3 separate regions of the Mus musculus genome follow, and all the other regions are linked to region 1. Evidence: chromatin contacts called from public ChIA-PET and HiChIP or PLAC-seq data. All regions are on one chromosome and are shown on one strand. The core of a region is the stretch at or near the end of the contact, and the rest is flanking DNA. Distances in the headings are between cores, read along the strand shown.

Region 1 (5,158 bases), core at 1,968-4,467:
AGCTCTTCTGCCTGGAGGTGGGAGAAGTTGCTCCCTCCTCTTCTTGTTCTTTTTTTAAGATGAACTTCCTTTTAAAAAATTAAACATTCTAAAGTGAACCCTCTAGCGCATTCACCACGATGTGCCGCTGACTCGTCTATTTAATTCCAAAACATTTTCGTCACACTGAAAGGAACCCCTGAGCGTGTGAGGCAGTCACTGCCCCTCCCACTATCCTCCCAGCCCCTGACAACTAGTCTGTCTACATTTTGTCTTCACAGATTTGAGTTGGGAGGATTTTCAGAAGAGTAAACATCTGCCAGTTTTTTATTCTTTGGCCCACGCAGGAAGCGAGACTCATCAGAAGAGTCTCGTTGAAGAACAGATCATCCTCAGAATGAAGTGAGCCCAAGTTCAGATTCCACATCCAACCATCCATGATGTTTTGGATGTCTTTCTTTTTCCTTTTCTTTTTCTTTTTCTCTTTCTTTTCTTTTCTTTTCTTTTCTTTTCTTTTCTTTTCTTTTCTTTTCTTTTCTTTTTTCTTTTCTTTTTTGAGACAGGGTTTCTCTGTGTAGCCCTGGCTGTACTGGAACTCACTCTGTAGACCAGGCTGGCCTCGAACTCAGAAATCCACCTGCCTCTGCCTCCCAAGTACTGGGATTAAAGGCGTGCACCACCACGCCCGGCATGTCTTTCTTTCTAAGCCTCACTTTTCTACCAAGAATCTGCTCCATAGGGTTTTATTGAAATTCAAAATAAAAGTCCCCATAAGATTCCAAGCAAGGTATTCCCCAACGACAGCAGCATTTTCATATTCCTAGTTCCAGAAAAAAAAAAAATCTCAAAGAGAGGATGACCATATGAGCTCAATCTGGTACCCAGAATGTCACACAGGAACATCTTTTTACAAGTTCAATTTTTAGGCTATCCAAAGAAAGGCTTTATCCTAAAAGTGAGTGAAGGATGGGCTTTAAAAATAAAACTGTAAATGTTTTATTTTTGAAAGCATCAGACTGCTTATAGTTCCAATACAATTGACAACCTGCTTGCCTTGTGAACATGGGAAGGTAGGGTGTCACCTCTCTGACACTTTTTTTTAACCATTAAATAGAGAAGTCACCCACCTCAAAACAACATCTTGCTCAAATATGATATCTACTATGTGCTGGCAGTGAACTCAGTTCTCTGCCCTTCTGTAGCATACTGTCCCAGGACGTGCCTCTTCACTGTGAGGTAGCACTGAGGTGCACAGAGGCACACTGATATTGTGGAAGGTATCTTTGCCCTAAATAACTAGCATATACCCAGGCATATAACCCCAGCACTTGGGCAGCTGAGACAGGCAGATGGCCAGCCCCACCTGCCTAAGAAGTAAAGTGAAAAATCAGTTTCAAAATAAATAAATAAATAAAATAAAATAAAATTGTAATATAGCTTGGCTGAAATTTCGTTTATCTGAACAGTATTTTTTTTAATTAAATTGAATATGCTTCTCTGGGTTATAGGAGCTGCAATTTTTTCTAGTGTCTCCAACACCAATATCCCATAAATACACCAGCTACTTCGCCTGCCTAAGTAAGCTACCTGCTTTTCTCAAAGCGCCTGCATTTACAGCTATTGTTTTATTTAGTCTATTGTGCCTTTCATTGGTAGAGACGGACACATGAGTGATGCTCACAAGATTTTATACTGTTCCTTCCAAGGTGAATTCTAAAATTACCTGAAATAACTGCCATGTGCACACAGAGGGCGGGGTCAGAATCCACTGCCTTCTATCTCCAGTTTTTAAACCTGACCAATGCTTTATTTTATTTTAGACCCTGCCTCTTACAAGGCACCAATCAACTGTAAGTAGGAAGTTTAGATTCAACCCTGCCATTCAGACTAGACTGTCAAAGGGGAGGGGGAGGGGCGATACCACTAGGAGGTATCAAAGCCCAGCTCCTGCAGCCCCTTTTCAAGGCTCCCAAAACCCTTTAAGAGCATCTTAGGTCTAACCAGTGTTTATAGCTCTGAAAAGAGACCCAGCTTCATTCGGCCTGTATCTCCATCTCTTTGGACTGATTCCTTAGCTCTTACCATCAGAGGGAGTCAAAACTCAGTGAAAATCAGGGTTAACCCCCCACCCCCACCCCCCAGCCCACCCCAGGGAGCTATGCCGCCACGTGCTCGGGTCTGCCAAAAGGTCTCTGCTTGTATTCCACCCCTTAAGAGAAAGTCCCTCCCTGTGTCCTCTTCCTCCTTCCCCTCATCCCTCCTGATGCAGAGGAGCCCTCCACTCCCAGGCAGAGAGAGCATGGCGCGCACACGTGGAGGCACAGCAAGCTTTGAATTCCAAGCAGCTTCCTGAAGTGGGCAGGGAGGAGGGATTTGGGATGCCTCTGTCACGCGTGCAGGAGCCCCGTCCTAGGATCACACCCGGCTCCAGATCCCTTACCCTGGGAAGGGCCGCACGCACGCCTTGGAGCTTCCGAGTGAGGCTTTCTGGCTCCGGCTTCTTGCTGGCAGGAGAGCCTCGGTCCTCCCTTCCTCACCCCGGGCTTCTCCGCGGGCAGGGTGACTTCAGAGCGTCCATGCAGGCAGGCAGGCAGGCAGCCTGGCTAGTGGCCCCACTTCTGCCCTGCCCTGATCTGTCCCAGCCAGGCCATAGCCGGGCTTTCTGACATGCTGGTGCTGGGGACTTCACTTCCTGGTTTGGCTTTTTTTTCCCTCCTCCTTCACAACTGAAAGTGGAACCGCTTTTGACTAGGAGGAGACAGATATCCAAAGCTACCCTAGCCGGTTTTCAAAGCCTTTAACCTCAATCCCCAGGGGCTGAAACACGAGCCACCTTTGCATCAACACAGTCCACCTGCTCCCGCTGGTCCCACTAGCTCTTCTCCAAGATGAAAATCCAAATGAAAACGAGTTGAGGTGGCCCTGGGTTCATTGCCAGAGAAACGGAGGTGACGTTGTTCCCCGCTGCGTTCGCAGGACAGGAAAGTCCAGCTAGAGGGACCTCCGCCCTTAGGTTAGATGCAGCACGACTGTCTCTTTCTCTGTGTAGCTCCTTTCGCCAGTCCCCAGACCTCCCTGATTCAAAAAGCCAGGCACCTCTGCACCTCGCAGAGACAACAGAATAGATAAATAAGCCAGGAACCACGGGGGCAGAGAGCCATTCAGTTGAAGTGGCTCCCTTTCCGCAGACACACCAGCTCAGCTCCGGCTCTCACCCCGCCAAGTTTAAGGATGAAATGTGTTCTGTGACCCCTCTTACACCTCAGCATTATCCGGGTTCACAGTTGTCTTAATCGATCACCCTTTGAGGTTCTGGTCTCCCAGGGACACAAGGAGACCTCGGTCTCAGAATTGGAAGAGAGATGACAGGTTCTGCCCCCTCCCTCTCCCCCACTCCCGCTGCAACCTCACGACACGCAGAATCAAGTAGCATTTTCCCGGCCTTGATCCCTCCAAGGATTGACAGGAAGTTCAAGGTGAAGACTTCACTAGAGTGCTAGCCTACCTTAGGATTCCTTCTTTGTGCAGAGAGCACCCCATACCCACCCACCCCTGCTATAAAGACCAGGAAAAACAAACCGGTGCCACACCTCAGAGACCTGCAGGTCTGACCCCTTGGGAAGGACGGATAGAGGTGCCTCTAGCTTTTGTTTAATTTTGGAGCTCAGCTTCCCAGGAGACTTTTCTCCCCCCCCCCCCCGGCGTCCCCCCCCCCCCCAGGAAAACCTCAGGTGGGAAAGTGCATGCCAAGCCTCAGATGTCTATCTAGGATATCTATCTCTGGTTTCTAAGTCCTGTTTTATCCCATCTCCCATAGCAGGAGCACACCAACTAGTCTAATTGTTGTTTTTGACGTCATGGATCTCTAGAATTAAGTGTCCGTTTCAGCAAGGGCTGGGTCATTCTAAGATCTTGTTGTCTTGTCTTTCCATCCAGTTCCACCGCATGGTAATGACACTCTAAATGTTTCCCACATGGGGAGGATTCTGACATCGCCCAAGATTTCTATACGATGGAGCAGACCGTAGAGACAGACTAGGTCAACTATAGCTCTACCACTAGCTATACTAGTGGGTTAGGCATACTACTCCCCTTATAGGAGATGCTCCTAATGTCACCACATACCCTGCCTTTAGGATGCTTTCCAGACCCTAAGAGTGTCACAACCCGGAAGTCCTTCCTCCCTCCGGAGACATCAACAATTGTTAAGTGGCTCCTCTTAAGAATTTCTGAATGGAAGATGAAAGAAACCTGCATCCTTGCTCCAACTTTACCCTTTACAAAAGGCTTTATACCCTCACATTCTCTTCCAATTCTTTTGATTTTTTTTTCCTCTTCTAAGAGTCAAGTGGCTCAAATGTTTTCCTTTCAAATTGACATCTTTCTTTGCCTCCCACACAAGTGAGCTGAGAGATTATCACCCCTGTTATGAAAGAGCTTTAGTCAGGTTACAGATGAATACACACTCACTTTCTCCCCCGCCATATCTATCTACTCCCTCTAGCCCATAGGCCAGAGAAGGCAGCTTACCTCTTGAGAATGGTCACAGCAGCTAGGTTGAGGAATGGCTTCTCTTGCAGCTAGCTCTCTCTGTTCAGCACCACATGAAGCTGCCTCTGCCTTTCCACGCTCCAGGACGAGGCGCACCTGAAGCCACCGGATCTTGCTCTGAGTGTCCTGCCAGCTGCTCTGGAACCTTTGGACCTGTTTCGATAGAGGTGCAAAGGTAGAAGTTACCTGCTCACTCAGAGTCACCTCTGACAGAAGTGGAGAATTTGGCAAAAGGTTAAACAAGAGATTGTTAGGCAATGGATTTAAGAGGGGGAAGAAAAAAATAGAGCAATTGGCTCAGAAAGCTGCCATTGAATGGGGTGGAACTTTTTAAAGGTCAGCTTCAGGGAAGGGACAGGCATGCGTATGACTTTGCATAGGAGTTTTCTCCCCCCCCCCCCCCCCAATCTATGGGTCTGAGACAGGAAGAGGCTAGACTAGACAATAAGGCAGAGAAAGTGCACCTTCACTTCAGGAAATGGGGAAGTCACCCATATCGGCTCAGGCTGTGCCTATAAGATCTGGACTGAGTAGAAGTTTGTGTCTGGAGATGAGCCTTCTAGGAAAGCCAGGATATTTCCAGGATTCCAAAGCAAAGAAACAGAGATATCCTGAAGTCCCCCGAGCG
Region 2 (5,158 bases), core at 1,283-3,782, 660 kb before region 1:
ACGGCGGCCATGGTGGCAGCTCATCACACAGGCCACAGATCACGATGAAACAACGTGGTAACACTTACGAGCTGTGGAGTGAGCCGACGTCACTCTGGGAGGATTCCTGCTTGACTGTCGGTGTGACGATGGCCGGGTGAGGGATGCCGGTCGTGTGCAGAGTGTGATGGGGAGGGACCATATGGGGAGGGAACCTAGAGGACAGAAAGCTGTGTAAATTGTCAGAATCAAAATGAATGAATGAGGAGGGATGTGTACACACTACTTTAAAAAAAAAAAAAGCGCAGTAACATTCACATGAAAGCAACCCAAGGCATATGAAACCTGTCAGCATTAATTAGTGATAAATTAAACATAATGATTCTCATAATGTCATTAAAGCCAGTCTTCCCCTTCATTATTGCTACTGACATGAGACATTACTATTTTTAACATCTTTAGCAAAAGACAAATTCAACGGATGTACTTGGGTGGAAAAGTAGGCTTGGACGGCCAGCCAGAAATCACACATCCATTTGGATTTTGAGTCATAACCTGCAGCACCTTAAAGACGGTGATTCCCTGCGCCCTGATCAGCGCTAGAAGAACAGGTGATATCTTTTGTTGTATATTGACAGCTAAATAAAATATTAATGTGGTTGAAATGTACATACATGTCTTTGACGGTGTTCTGAATGTCTCATTAGGCCTCATTCTGGTGATGCAGAGCAATCCAATTTTTATTCTTTCTTTTGTTACTGTGCCCACCGTTTGAGCATGGTATGAGAGAGTGAATGAAGCAGAGAGGGAAATATTCTTCTAGAGAGTCCTGTGCCACTCTCATCTTACGTCACGGGCGTTTGAATATGTGTGCATTCATTTTTTAGAAAAATGGAGACACACACACACACACACACTGAAGCACTGAATTCTGACTTACACGCCCTTTCTCAGTAAGTAATATTCTTACTGTTGCCTAGTAGGTTATTTGTGCCTCATTCAAAAGCCTTATAAATGATAAAAATTGTAATCGTAGGAAAAACAATCAGGAGTTAACAGCGCCTCTAACAGCACGCACTTCTGGGAAAGCTCCCCATTACACACTTCAGTCCTTGAAATGGCATTTCCCAACACACAATTTTGCCAGGACACAAAAGCTGATCTTTAAACCCACTGTTGCAAGAAGAGACTATCAGCTAGCTACACAGGACAAACAGCTGTCACATCTCATGATATGTTTGGTTTGTATGGTAGGAAGAGACCTCCTCAATTGAAGAAGCACACAGTGTGTACAAAAATAGGGCAAAGGAGGAGAAGGACAGATTGCTCAGGTGAGGCAAATCCAGGCTGGATTGAGGCAATGGCTGCCCTTCTAATAAGGCTAAAACCAGAAGAGGACAGCCACCACCCAGGGGCCAGTGCAGACCAGCATCCTGCTCTTGAGAAATGAGTTCTGGGAGTTCTAGGAGAGGGGTTTCAGTGAAATGTCATCACAGTGAGGATTTCAAAGGGTTCTTGTTTTTATTTACAAAGTTCCTCTGTAAGTGGATCAGAGAAACAAATAATATAAAAATGTTCGTTTGAAAAGGTATTTCAAAAAAAAACTTGAAGAATGAATAGGCTCAGTGTATCTTAACAGAGACAAATATATCCACAGAGAACACTCAGAAATCCCACCCTCTGGCCACCTCTGCAGACTTAAGGCAGAACTGGAGTTTGAAAACAATGACATGATTTAATAGGAATCAGAGAGGTTGGGGGTGCGAGGGGGAGGGGGAGAGAAAACCAACATCCTGGCCCCCCAAATACTGAAAAAAGGACGTAAACCCTTAAGCTCTGATGTCACATCCGTTCCTCCCACTGCTCCCAGCCCACAGAGCAAAAGCCACTTAAGAACAGAAGTCACCGGAAGCCCTTGAATGAAGGGCGGGTAGAGAGAAGCTTTTTACGATCAAAGTCTCAAATACATACATTTCCTTTTCCTGCAGTATAAGAATGTGTGTACAAACACATGAAGGAGAGAAAGACAAAAAAAAAAAACCCATGTGGGCACGTATGATCTCTGTATACATACAAACAGGAGGCAGGCAACAAGACTGGAGCTCATTTTGGGGTGGAGGCAGACCTGAGTACCACGGTAAAGAATGCACGCTCTCGAGTCCCTTGACCTCCACACGTTGATGCACGTGGAAAAGGCACAACAGCTGTACATCTTCACACAAGATGCATGCACCTTCACCCACGAACCCCCTTTCTGCAGACAACTGCCTCATAAAACACCCTCAAAAAAATTCTAAGCAGCTCATTATACACCCCTGTCTGCTTTTATGGCTGGAAGCCAGAATATAATGATGAATCTAAACTTGTTAAGGACAACTAATTTTTGTTTCTGGCTGTCTCAGGGGCCTCTCTCATGCTCACTCTCACTTTGCCTCACTGTTGACACGTTTCTGTGAGCGGCACGTCATCTGCCGGCCTTGATTTTATGCACAGGCCGTGGGATGCATTTTCCCCGTGTAGCCGTCCTGCTTTGAGTCGCGTGCGGATCGTCATTATTCTCTCGCCACCACCACCACCGCCCCCCCTCGCACTTGTAACATTTCATCTCTTCCTGCCTTATTTTTTGTGAGCCACGGTGCACCTACATTATGGTTTATACATGATCTCGCTCCCTTTGAAGCCGGCAGATTTCAGGGCCTGCTCTCGTCAGGAGAAGAGCCTTGCCCAATTTAGCAGGCTGAGGGCCCGGAGCTCCAACATCTCAATCTAAAGGGGGTCACAGGGTGGCACAAGTGAGTGTCAGCAAGAGCTGTTTAATTGCCAATCTAGGCTTCTCCATGGTGTTTAAAGTATAATGACCCATCACTTAATTCTGAGAAGTCCTGGCCCTGCTGCTGAATAGAATAAATATCAAAGGGTGTTCTGGAACAGGGCAAGCTGCCTACATTCGCTATAACTGCCATACGTATAATAGACCTATACTTCTGTCACCCCATTACCACAATAATGTATTTAATTTGCTGTATACGCTTTCTAACTAGCTACCTTTCATTTGGCCTACCTGGAGAATCGGCCACCCCCCGCCCCGTACTGCCAGCCCCCAACCTTTCTTCCCACCACCCCCTTCTTTCCCTCCACCCTCTGCGACCTATAAATCATCAGCTAGCCTCCTAATGATAATTCAATCAATAAGCTTAACCCCCAATCCCCATCCTACGATTACTTCATCGCTTTCAACCTCTGGATACGCAGAACAAACAAGCAGGAAAAGAATCAGAAGCGGCCTGTGAACGCCGGGATGGAGCTGGGATCATACGCAGGCCCCTCTCCTCTCCTCCCAGGAGGTTCCCCGTTTGCTCTCACGCTTTCCACGGACTGTGACGACATTATCTAATGAGTGTAACCTTTCTGCTTTCTCCAGCGGAGAGACTGCAGAAAATCATTTTCCTACCTAACTCATACAGGCGCGGATTCCGAGATCCAGATGATCTATCACACGTGGGGAATGGGTCTTTCAAGCCCCACGATATTCATGCGTTCACTAGAAACTCTAGCCACACTGTGGCATGCTTCTGTCAGTGGGTGCAAGTCCCACGACAAAAGTTGTTTTCCTGCAAGCAGGGAAGGAAGCATGCCAGGCGCCCTTTGCAGCCCCTTCTCTCATTTTGGCTCCCTGTATTGGCCACAGAGGCCAGCTGGGGGACAGCATCCGTGCCGTGCAGTGCGTGCTAATTGAATCAGGGGGCATCATCCAAATGGATCGGTTGCTTCAGCCCATCAGGAAAGTCTAAACCTCCACCGATTTAATTAACTCAACGGAAAATCGGATGAACAGAAACTAAAACTATCATTAGGGGCAATTAGTGACTACTTAAACATATCGCTGCCAACCAGTTTGTAAATAAACTGGCAGTCACTGAAAAAATTAGCCAGAATTAATTAGAGAGAGGAAAATGAGTCCTGGGATACATATATACACTGTATATACGCTTATGTATGAGTCTGTAGGTATGGATGCAGACATAGTTTCTTTACAACTCTCAAAGATTTAGCAGCATGTGAAGGTCAGTAATGGATACAATGTGTCACGGAAACGGATACAATGTGTCACAGAAAACATTTTACCATGGGTGACCTTCTTAAAGTGATTTGACATGTAAGTGGGGGGAGGGGGAGGGGAAAAAAGGTAAAAATAATGTAAAATGTAAAATGCAGAGTAGCTCCCATCAGGTTTCTACTGGACATGGCCGCTCTGAGGGGCTAGACTATAGCTGATTATACCAAACTCTGAACCAGCGTCTGAAATGGTCAGAGAACACCCACCAGTGTTTCCACAAATTCTCTGAATAATAATCATAAGTTATCTTCATTTCCTCCCTCCTTACAGAGGACAACAGAGGAACGATGATTTCAAAAATGACGCCATTCCAGCTGCTTTTCCCTGACTTGGCTGCTGTCATCTTCAGAGAGTTATTTATTTTTATGCGTGTGAGTATCTCTGCTTGCAGGTAGGTGCGCCACATGCTAGGAGAGGCCAGAAGAGGGCGCTGGATACCCCGGAGCCAGAGTTACAAATGGTTGTGAGTGGCCATGTGCATGCTGGGAACCGAACCCAACTTTTCTTCATGAGCATCAAGTGTACTTAGCTGCTGAACCTTTCTCAGCCCCGCCCTGCCTTCTTAACTTGTGACTCTATGATGCTCCATGGACAGACTCCCCAAATTTTAGTTCAGCAAAATTTTAGTTTAGTTTAGTTTAGTTTCAACTTACGTTGAAAGGTCAAGGTAACTTTTTGTGTTTTTTTTTTTTTCAGGAGTAAAGACTAATGAACAGTGGTTTATATTATTATACCCGCACATGTCCACAGGCCCTGGGTGGCCTGACGCTGTCTAGAGGGCCTCACAAGAAGTCACAGCGACTCACCTAGACATAGATGCGTTGACTGTCAGCGCTGTGGGGTAGGGGTGTCTGAATCCTCCTGTCGTGATTGGGTACACAGGCTGACCTTGCCTACAAAAAAGGGGTGTTAAAGAAGTGAGAGACTAGAAATGAGGGCTGGGGGTGGGCACAAGAAAGGGAAGAAGAAGGGGGACGTTCTCGCCGTACAGTAAGCTTTATTCTCATTTGATCAGAACAAAAATCTTGGGGATTGTACAGGCAGGATCAAAGGGAAGAAACA
Region 3 (5,158 bases), core at 945-3,444, 610 kb before region 1:
ACATACCACACATACACACACACACACACCAGGTAATCACAGTGTAAGGATGGTCCAATCACAGGCACAGCAGAGGCAAGGTAGCAGAAGAAGTGCAAAACACCCCAGAAAAACATCTGCTTTAGCCCCACTTGGATGAAGGGTAATGGGTTGGACCACTGACATTCCAAAGAACACCACCTTAGGATCTTAGTAACGCACGCTATAACAAAGAAAAGCATCCCATGGCGTCATGGCAGGTGAGAAGGAAGCACAAAGCCACGTTAATGCCAATATTAATGCTTTTAAAGTTTATGAACATGAATGGATAACTCATCAGAAAGGAGATGGCCAACAGTTCACGCAAAGGTCTGGGCGTGACTTGCCTTCGCCACGGTTCTCTACATCTCTCTGGTTCTCCTAAGTGGCTGTTTACTGTTTCTGAAGTGGAACAAGGGTTTAAACATGATCTCTTCCACAGTATCCCTCTCTAGAGGGAATCCGCGTGCATGCTCCATATCCACTGGAGAAACCCTGTTTCCTAAAAAACAGCATCCTCTAGCATACAGCAGACACTCAGCACCTAGTAGGGACACAATCATTGGTTTAAAAGACTACACTAATTGGCTTGTGAATATTCATGAAAACCAAAACATCATCTTCTATCTAAATCTAAGAGTTACTTTAATTTTTTTTTTTTTAAAGTCTGCATTGATGTTTGCTTTCCTGAAGATAAAAGAATGTTCTGGGCATTCTTTATTCTTGGGACTACTAATTTGAAGAGAGCTGTCACGCGGGAGCATGGAGTCGTGTGGGGTATTGACATGGCATTGAATTATTTAAAGGAAATTAACAATGCTTCCTGTCCTTGGAGAACAACATCTGTGAGAAGAGTCATTGGGCTGTGCTTGCCTCTGCTAGTCAGGGATCTTGTGCGGGGCGGGAGGCCTTCCTCAGCACCCTGAATTTGAAAAGAAAATCTATACTATAGACTGCTAATTGCTAGTAGCAATGGCAAAGTTGAGGTGATAGCTTCCCTTCCAGCAGGAGCCATAAAGAGCCCAGGAAATTACTTTCTAGGTTCAAGTTTAATGGAATAGTGTGCGTTCTCGCGTGTGACGCTGAGTCACGTGGCCTTTACGGGCCAGCTGGGCATCAAGCATTCACTTGAGCGCCAGCCCCACCCTCTTCTTGTAAAGTGGTGACTTTATGGCTCTGATTTCCCTAGCGGTGGTCAGCACGGCCAGACAGTATGGCACCTGGAATGAGAATAACCCGAGGAGAATTCAGGGATGGAGGTGGATGCGTGGGCCCTGCCCTCATGAGAGGTAAACTTTGGATGGGCGGCTTCAGTTCAGAGCTGGCTTGCTTCATACCGTCATTCTGCTCCAAGACCTACCTCCAGATACCAGGGCTCCCCAACCTTTTGTAAGGAGTGGCTGCTTTTCGTGTCCCTGAAGACTTGCGTGCTGACAGTGAAGTCTGAGGGGGTGTAGAAGTGCGGACAGGCATGGCCCTGAGTGCAGCAAGGGAGGGGGCTCTGCTGCCAGGAAGAAAGGGGGACAGGGTGAGGCTTGAGGAGAGAGGGCCGAGTCACCAAGGCATACCCAGAATTCTCCACACCTCCCTGCCATGCAGATGGGGTCCCTGAGGGACATCTCAAACGCGACTTCCTCATGCAGAGTTCCTACGATGCCCCTTCCCGCCATCCCCATCCCTAACCACACCGTTCCCCCGATGAATATGGTTGCTCCTTCTTCTAAGCAACCAGCCAGCCACTTATCTGTGCCTTCTCTCAACTTACCTTACTGAAGCTTCTATTAGGATAAACTTAACGGGGTTGCTGGTGTTTACACCTCACAGAAACATACCTATGTATGACTGCCCTCACCCTTGAGCTGTCGGGGCTCCAGTCTTAACCTCCACGCCCCCCTTGGCTCCCTTAGACTATAGCCTTCTGAGAGAAGCCACAATAGCGACTTCATGGATCATGCCGTGCACACCCCATGTGTTCTCGAAGCATGCTCAAAGGAGGTTTGCTCAACAGGTATCTGATCCCAAAAGTGTCAGGGTAAGAACTGCCTTCTCCATCCAGGCCCCTAGAAAGGGCTGAGCTGGCTACTCCTTTAATTCTCACAACCTCCACAGGAAGTAAGAGTGTTCTGCCTATTTCACAGAGGAGGAAGCTGACTCAGAGACGTTAAGGAGCATGCCCAAGGTCACACAGCTAGTAAACGGTAGAGGGACAGAATGGACTGTTTAGTCAACTCTGGCAAATGGCTGCTGTGTAGACCTACACACCTAGTCAGAGGTTCCATACAGCCCCATTAACAGGGTAGAGAATTTAGAGGGAGTATTTAGAGGTGTGAAGAACAGTTTAGAGGTTCAGAGTGGGCTACTTCAAAAGGACAAAAGACATTCCAACTTTCTCAAGCTTGGCTGTTGGTCGGCTGGTACTCCTGGGGATTGAACCCAGGGACCTGTACATGCTAAGCAAGAGCTCTGCCCCTGGGGTATATCCCCAGCATGAGAGGGAACAAGAGAAGGAAGAAGGTGACTGTATCTTTTAACAATCCTGCAAAAGATGGACTGGGTAGACTTGTCCACCCCAGATGACTATGGATAATTCTGAAAGGTAAATCAAGAAAAACAAAGGAGAGATCGAGAAGCCACAACCCTAGAGCGGCCTACATGGCCATCGGAACACCATCCTTCCCTGTGTTCTGTTGGGTATAATAACCATCCACAGGCAAACGGAGCTTCCCAGGTGACAAAGGGCAGCCAACTGCTGGAAGCTTGGGGGCCTGTCTAGGAAAGGCAGCTAAGGGCCAGCAAGGGCACTGGCTTGCTACTATGCAGTAAGTATGTGTGCATCTGGAAGTAGGACCTTCACAGTACTCACTGGTAAACAGTGAATCATAGACGTTTCAGCTGGCCTGGAGGATCAGCCCGGCTTTAGTGACAGTGCTTGCATTTAGCTTTGTCAACAGCCCTGCCCCACCTGAGTGCTGCATTCAAGGGAAGCACAAGGAACAGCACCAGTTGTTTTGGGAGGAGCCCAGCAACATGAGGGCTTACAGCTTATCTCCCCACTTTGTTGGACTAACAAAGCTACTATCACAAGAAGCAAGACTCCCAGGAGCAAGTGGCTGGGGAAGGGAGCTTGGAGCTATTCAGTGAGCAAGGGCTGCCTTTAAGTACAGTCTCTGTTACATTCTGTAGAAGCTTACTCCTTACCTATCCACTTACAGGGCCTGTACTACACCACACACAGAGAGAAACACACACACACACAGTGTGTGTGTGCATTCACATGCTTACAACCCTGGATATCTTTCCTTCCATGCTTAGGAGCTAGGGAACCTCGGAGCCAAATTTGGCAGTCACGTTCCTTCTGTTTGATGAGGGAACTGCTTTGAACTTGAAGGGCTCACCTTACCCTACTTTACCTAATAGGCTTACCCCAGCTTCTCCTTGTAAGGTCTTTAAGATATTCGTTTCTAGTATTTCCATAGAATAGAAGAACTTATAAACCCCGTAAAAATTTTAGGAGATAGACATCTTATAAAACTTTGGACATAGACATGGATATAAAGGGAAGGGAGGGTTTTGTAGGTGAGGGCCACGAAGCTCAAGCAGGCACTAAGAACGATGGAGTGGGAGCAGCAGAGTTCTGAGCTCCATAGCCTTTTCTGGGTTTCCCAGCAATAAAATCTTAAATTATTTAGGAGACACTGACCTGACTCTATGACGCTATCAGCTTAGCTAAGTGGAGTGTGCTGCTTCCCCCAGCTTGAGGAGTAGGCAGGTTTTTTTAGGTATATACCCACGCCCCCACACTGCAACCTCTTAACATAGATGCCAATTCAAAATCAAGGTCACAGACATGAAGGGGCAAAGGTAAGATCTTCTTGGACTTGAATAAACTTCCATGAGTGAAGTCAACTTGGAGGACAGCAGAGCAAAGAGCTCCTGGGAAACAATCCTGAACCACGGGGCCCCTGGATCCAGCCACGGGGTCCATCTCCTTCTCCTGTCCTTGCCAGTTATAGATCTGCACATTCATTTTCTCAGGCTAGTTTGCATGAGGGATGAAGAGAGGCAGTAACTGGGTGCAGAGCGCTGCAGTCATCGTAGACTGAGCTCAAGCACTACAGTCATCATAGAATGAGCTCAGAGCACTGCAGTCATTGTAGACTGAGTTCAAGCACTGTAGTCGTTGTAGACTGAGCTCAGAGCAGCAGTCATTATAGACTGAGTTCAAGCACTTCAGACATCGTAGACCAAGCTCAGGAACTGGCTGCACTTCTAAGCAGTGCAGTAGAAGAAAAAGAGGAATGTTCTTTAGAAAACTGAACTCCCTTCTCCTGCATGAGGTTGGAGAGGCACTTGAGATTTGTCCAGTCTCTACCAGCCACACACTGGGTAGAGCTGCCCTGCCCCCTGCTCTCCTCTAGAGTTCCCATCACAGCCACAGCAGCACTGGCCAAGCAGAATAAGTGGACCTGGGAGATGGGAGCTACATATCCTCGGCAGGGTCCCTGGCTTTTGGAAACACTGCTGGATGCAGGTGGGCTTCTGGAGGAGGTATCTTCCAGAGAAGGGAGACTAAACTAAAAGGATATGGCATGGTGATAAAGAAGGCAGACTAGAGGAGGAGGAGACGATGGGTCAGATGCTTAACACCTAAGGGCACGGTGTGTTAGCCAGATCTATAAACAGCTGCCGGAAACATAATCAAAGTGTGCTACCCACAAAGTCCACCGAATTTGCATATTCCACTATCGTACTTCCTTGTGAGCTTCCTATCTCCTTCCACAAGGTGCTGGGTGATAGTCAAACTCATGTGATAGGATGGAAGCCAGCAAGTTAAAACACGCACATGTGTACACACACACACACACACACACACACACACACACACACACACACACACGGAAACACAGAAAAACAAGAGTTGGAAAACAGTTTTTAAAAACAAACAAATCAAAACAACGAGCCCTAAAAATACCAAAACATTCAGAAACATTTTGCATAAAATAATATCAGAGTGAAACTGGCTGACAGCTGTTCACTACTGCGAGAATCTGAATCCATCCACCACGCTGCAAGAATGGGGCTTGCACTTTACTTCTGGCTCCACAAAAGCGCTCACCTTCAGGACTGTGAAAGCCAACTC

The links. ChIA-PET counts read pairs in DNA pulled down with a chosen protein or histone mark. HiChIP or PLAC-seq counts read pairs in DNA pulled down with a chosen protein or histone mark.
Region 2: a contact with region 1 is called in an RNA polymerase II ChIA-PET map of memory CD8 T cells, with 5 read pairs. The contact joins the enhancer-like site here to the promoter of Acsl5 in region 1. A contact is called at or near these places in 3 of 39 promoter capture datasets (the C10 cell line, embryonic stem cells and pre-B cells) and 2 of 115 datasets of contacts at active chromatin or transcription factors (bone marrow-derived macrophages and memory CD8 T cells).
Region 3: an HNF4G HiChIP or PLAC-seq map of pancreatic cancer cells shows a contact between it and region 1. The contact joins the enhancer-like site here to the promoter of Acsl5 in region 1. A contact is called at or near these places in 2 of 39 promoter capture datasets (embryonic stem cells and pre-B cells) and 3 of 115 datasets of contacts at active chromatin or transcription factors (bone marrow-derived macrophages, extraembryonic endoderm stem cells and pancreatic cancer cells).

The regions. Positions count from the first base shown.
Region 1 is chr19:55,251,428-55,256,585 of GRCm38.p6, reverse strand. It overlaps Acsl5 (acyl-CoA synthetase long-chain family member 5), which reads right to left and starts at 3,217. Exons shown (of 22, transcript NM_027976.2): 1 at 2,420-3,217.
Region 2 is chr19:55,912,390-55,917,547 of GRCm38.p6, reverse strand. Tcf7l2 (transcription factor 7 like 2, T cell specific, HMG box) reads right to left here. Exons shown (of 15, transcript NM_001331146.1): 8 at 4,903-4,989; 9 at 69-194. Among named protein-coding and RNA genes, the nearest start is that of Gm52391, 23 kb to the left of the region's middle. Within about 2 kb of position 2,532, at least 45 of the 459 cell types and tissues checked have an H3K27ac peak or open chromatin away from gene starts, as enhancers often do. A contact at or near this core is called in memory CD8 T cells, where this site is marked.
Region 3 is chr19:55,859,782-55,864,939 of GRCm38.p6, reverse strand. All of the region lies in intron 5 of Tcf7l2 (transcription factor 7 like 2, T cell specific, HMG box), which reads right to left. Among named protein-coding and RNA genes, the nearest start is that of Gm52391, 76 kb to the left of the region's middle. Within about 2 kb of position 2,194, at least 41 of the 459 cell types and tissues checked have an H3K27ac peak or open chromatin away from gene starts, as enhancers often do. A contact at or near this core is called in pancreatic cancer cells, where this site is marked.